Regions from separate parts of the Zea mays genome. Here region 1 is linked to region 2. The links are chromatin contacts, called in public Hi-C maps. All regions are on one chromosome and are shown on one strand. The core of a region is the stretch at or near the end of the contact, and the rest is flanking DNA. Distances in the headings are between cores, read along the strand shown. Region 1 holds the start of LOC103647016 (transcription factor GTE8). Region 2 holds the start of LOC100272317 (cleavage stimulating factor 64-like).

Evidence for each region. Hi-C and Micro-C count contacts between places; a contact is called where the count stands out from the background.
Region 1: a Hi-C map of ear shows a contact between it and region 2, with 1.8 times the contacts expected there. The contact joins the promoter of LOC103647016 here to the promoter of LOC100272317 in region 2. A contact is called at or near these places in 2 of 25 Hi-C or Micro-C datasets (ear and endosperm).

What each region holds. Positions count from the first base shown.
Region 1 is chr2:139,324,298-139,326,997 of Zm-B73-REFERENCE-NAM-5.0, forward strand. It overlaps LOC103647016 (transcription factor GTE8), which reads left to right and starts at 1,428. Exons shown (of 10, transcript XM_008671591.3): 1 at 1,428-1,936.
Region 2 is chr2:138,540,907-138,543,606 of Zm-B73-REFERENCE-NAM-5.0, forward strand. It overlaps LOC100272317 (cleavage stimulating factor 64-like), which reads right to left and starts at 1,260. Exons shown (of 10, transcript NM_001146801.1): 1 at 1,078-1,260; 2 at 453-531. The coding sequence starts at 1,120.

The DNA of each region.
Region 1 (2,700 bases), core at 178-2,677, 780 kb after region 2:
GAGGAGTTCAGCGTGAAGTCCCCTGGTGCACCGGACATGTCCGGTGCGCCAAACCAGGGCACACTTCGGTATCCCTTTGCTCTTTTGTTGAACCCAATTCTTGGTCTTTTTATTGGCTAAGTGTGAACCTTTGACACCTGTATAACTTATACACTAGAGCAAACTAGTTAGTCCAATTATTTGTGTTGGGCAATTCAACCACCAAAATTTATTTAGGAACTAGGTGTAAGCCTAATTCCCTTTCAGGATTTTTGTTGCTATGTGTAATTTTTTACTCTGCAAGTATGATTCATACTAATTTTTGTTAATCATGTCGCAACGCACGTGCACATACCTAGTATATATATATACTAATTGTGAATATACAAAACAAAAATGAACTTGACGAGGATAGGGAGAAGCAACATTGGCACATGATTTGTAAGTTAAATTATGTTCCTTTCAATATGTAGCAACATTGGCACATGATGTGTACTTCTCACCCTGACCTTTTGACAACCTCAAATAATAACTATTAATCATATTACCTTGTCTTGTTAGTTGACATATGCCTCATTGGCACTCCTGTTATACAGTTGTGAGCCGGTGACAAAACACTTTTGGTTTCCAGTGTAATGTTTATTTTAAACAAGGCCGATGTTATTACTATGAATCATAATGTTGGATCAAAAGTTTGTATAACCCGTGAACTTCTATAAATTGATGATTTTTTGCATAGTATAGATAGAGCGTCTATAAAGACGTCTTATGTTCTCGTGACCGTTCGAAAAACTATTAGGGTGTTTGGTTTGATGAATGAGTTAGTCCATCATCTTCTCACTTTTCGTTTTTTTGTTTGATTTGTGGAATGAAATGAGTTAATCCATCACCACCTCATTCCTCAAAATTATTTAGTTAGCACTAATATGAGGAATGCGATCATCCCACCAAATTTAAGACCTTATTCCTCAAAATTAATTAATTAGCACTAATACGAGGAATGTGATCATCCCACCAAATTTAAGGAATGAACCCATGATACATAACTTATTTTGGATGGAATGATTTCTCAAACCAAATACCCCATATAAGTCGTGCAGGAGCCCATTATGAGCCTGCATGGGCTGTGCTACATCACAAAGCCCCCTACGTTCTCCACCGCTGCCTTGCAGCCACAAGAGTCGCAACTGTTTAGACTGCTACAACAACAATATATAGAGAGAAAATACTGTAAAATCCTCAACCACAACTAGATTAAGGATGTGTTTGGTTTGACTTTTGCCTTTGACTTTTGATACATAAAAAAAAGCCAAATCAAAGGAATGGATCCAGAAAGCAGTTTTTTTTTAAAGCCGACTTTTTCGCAGTATAAAACTGAAAGCACCCTTAGACCTACTTTTAGTGGCTTTCATATGGAACTATGAAAACATATATCCAAGAACTTTTAACGGCTTTTAGTAGTTTACACCAAACAGTTTTTAGTTTTTAACAGCTCACAACACATATTCCACATATTACAGTTCACAACAAATTTTTTCAGGACCACAACTCAACCAAACTGACCAAAGGTGCAACTTCTTGGCGAGTGGACACGACCACGGCACCACCTTTCTTCTCCCTCGTTCCCGAGTCCGAATCTGGGTCCAGCGGAGACAAAGAGGAGCTGGCCGCGTCGTATCGACTCCTGCCGCCGAAAGGCCGAGCCCGAGCCCGTGTCCCGGTGCCCGTTCCCGCAACCCTAATCCCCTACCACCGTCGGCTCTCGCCGGCGAAGAAGAGGGAGCCGCGCGGCGTCGCCAGGGAGCACGCGCCCCCTCCCTTCCCGGCTCCCTCCGCGCCGTGGGGAGGCGCGTCCACCCGGATCCGCCCTCACCGCGAGGCAGAGGGGAGGAGAGGGAGCCAGGTCCGGCGCACCCGCTGTCGTCCGCGCCGAAGAGCGTTAAGAGTCTCCCCACAGGTTGGTGTGCTCCTCTTCTTCGCTTCTCTTTCCTGCGTGCCTGCGGCCTAGGCTTTTATTTGTATCACGTCCTCGTACTAGCTAGGGTTTCCGATTTCCGAGCGTGTGGAGAATGTGTTCTTCGCATCGATTCGCGTGGAATGATTAGTGAATTGGCGTGCCTTGTTCCGGACTCTTCGAGATAGTTTATGGTTCGTTTGCGCCATCACGGAAATGGACCCATTCATTTCGGATCTGCTGGGAAATTGGTCTCGTTTCCTTGCCAACACGAAACGGCCGGACCTAATTCCTCACCGTACCGAATTTCAAATCAACCTTTATGGGACCTCGACCTCCCTAGAATCGTTGTTTGTCCTTAGGGCTAGTTTGGGATTCTAGGGTTTGCTTACCGCGTGTTTGGTTGGCTTTGGCTGCATCAGGAGAGCTAGACTCCTTGCATGCATTGACTAGGGTCACGTGTTTGGTTGCATTGAGTCCAGTACATATAGGAGGCTGGGCGCGCATGCACTGATGCAGCCTAGCCTTATTTGCTTGTATCCACACATACGCAGAAATTAGCCGTATCCCACGGGACAGGACTGCGCAAGCCTGCCTGTGCTCGCCCAGGCATCCAATCAGCCGCTTAATGGCTTGTTTCGTGCCTTATCCTGTGGTTCCTAGGTAGCGCTTTAGGCTTTTATCAGAGGTATGTTCGCTTGTGTTACAACACTGCTTCGATGGTTACTTCTTGATGGCTTCGGTCTGGTTCATAGTTGTTTCTGTTT
Region 2 (2,700 bases), core at 10-2,509:
TCTATATCATTACCATTCCTAAAGGTAAATTTACAAGAATCATAACGACCCCCCCCCCCCCCCCCCGTCTGAGGAAGACATGAATCTTTGAAAGCAAAGCAAGATTGGCGAGGGGGCATCTATTTTTTTAGTTTACCCTGTTCTGCTCATCACAACATATACAGCTTTCTTCTGTCATATTTGCTCAAAAGATATGTGCTGCACAAGCGCAATTCAGCCATCAAACTTGTGTAATCAATTTGCCGTTAGTCGGTATTCTGACCGTGGTGAGGCACCGTGGTTCTTTTTCATTTGTAGCACAATGCCAACACCTGAACATATTCCTTCGTTTTTAATATAAACAGAATAAATAAGGCAAAAACACACATTTTGACAGTAAGTGCTAGTTTCTACAACCCATCTAGAGCTGCACGACAGTGTTACAGTTTTTATGTGGGTGAGCAGAAGCGCACCTGAAGGATACGACTGGGCCAACCTCTTCGCAAATCTGCACGAGCTGCTCCTCTGTCGCATCGTATGGTATGTTGCCAACTGTAATTGAGATTGATAAATACAACCTGTCAGTCCTAAAATCCCCTGCACATCCAGAAACAACAACAAAAACATCTTGCGCGCCCAATGAAGCATTAGGGTGATATGTTGGGAATAGTGCCACATTGTGTGGTGTGGGTGGTCAAGCATGGTTTATATGATTGAGGGTGTAACCCTAATGCGCTAGGTTTTTCAGGGTAGTATTGACCCAACAGACCTAAAGGCCACTGCTATGTGTTAGTACGAGTGTGTCATGGCCGATGGGGGTGGACGCGCCGTGGTCCAGTTCCAATGCCATAAACCAAAACCCTAGGCAAGAAGTTCGATCCGAAGAGGGGCTCAGGACAGGGGAATCAGCGCCAAATCGGAAGAACCCGGGGGCCGAGTCCAAATCGACCCGAACTGAAAAGGAGCTGCCCTCGGTGACACCAGCGAACCACGGCAGGTGGCTCTCCTCCCCCCTCGGCCCCTCCAAGTGGAACCAAAGCCTCCGAGCTTCCGGATCACGCCGGTCAGGGAACGTAACCGAGGGTGGCGAAGGCGTACCGAAGACGCAGCGATTCTGAGCGCCCACGGGAGCAGCGGCCATGCTCAGCGGCGGCACGGGAGGCGCCCGGCCGGCTGCTTGGCTGCTTCCGCCGTGAGATGCCGGTGGGCGTGGCCCGTGGATGTGTATGCCTCGCTCGCAGGCCGCGGCTGTGGCGTGCGTGGCGCCCGTTTATTATAGGGGAGGGACTGAGGGAGGGGAGGCAAGGGTGTCAACATATATATGTGCAGATAAAGATAAGCTTAAGCCTTGTTTAGAATAACTAGAGTTAATAGTTACCTAGCTAATAAATTATTAGCTGGGTTAAATCAGCTAATAAACTAATTGTTAGATGTGAGGTACTAACAATTAGTTATGGTATTAAGGGATGGTATTTGGAAACCAACAAATAATTTTTAATAGCGAATTATTAATTTTAGAGGTTATAAATATGACCTTAGACATGATTTGTTTGTAGAGATAAGAATATATTGTTTCTAGAGATAAGAATAGATGAGATATAGGGTTAGTTTAGTGTCTGACGCGCGGCGCCACGCCGCGTCTAAGCCGCGGCGGCTGAATCGGCCGCCATAGCTGCAGCAGCGAAAGTGTGGCAAGAGGTGGCAGTTTAGGCGTAATACTAAACAGCCCATATACTTAAGGTCGTTACAACAAACCACGGATTAAATTTATCTCTACGTGTAAACAAAGGTGCGGCATGACAGGATAATAAGATTTCACAGCTCCTCTGGTGTTCATGTGCTCTTGACAAGACACCGATTTAGCTGCCAACGCGTTTTTCTTTTCCAGCCGGGATTTATTGCGCTGATTTGCTTTGATTAGCCTGGATTCTCGTTCTAAGTGTGTTTCTTCGCTCTTGAGTCTCGACCATGCTCCCCGCATTCATCGCTCTGATTTTATTTCTTTGTTTTTTTTTTTGCCCCACAACTCCACAAGTCGTTCGCGTTCGTGTGTGCTTGACTGACAACCGGAATGTCAATGAGGCATTTAATTTTCCTGACTAAAACTAAGCTCGTGCCACATCAAATATTTAACTATTAATTATTAAATATAGAATTAATTAGATTTATCTGGTCTTTTAGTTTCCATTTGTATAATTAATTTTATAATTAAACTATATTTAATATAATTATCATTCAAACATTCGATGATGTGACAGAGACTAAACTTCAGTTTAGTGGTGTTGGTCACCTGTTTTGATTCCTAAAACAGACCAAAACAGGACAATATAATTCATGTTAAGAGACATTTATTCCTGTAATCTATTCTGAAGATAGATTAGAGGAAAAAGACTATGAAAATAAAATGACCTTTGAATAAAGTAAGGCCACTTAAGAAGAATGATGTATCATTTTTGTTGCTTCTTCTCCATTATGCAAAATTACAAGTACATCTTTTAAGCAAAATGGGAAGTATAGAGGCAAAGAAGATACAGCTTCGTAGGTGGAACAAATCAGACCTCGGGCAAATAAGGTGTCTCATGCATGGCACTGTACAACTATTTATAGTGTTGACTCACAATACATCATCATATGAAATTACAAATATACCCTCTACTCCTATACATACAAACTACGAAATCTTCAAATGTGTTGATCAAGCCTTCAGGTTTTCTTCTCCTT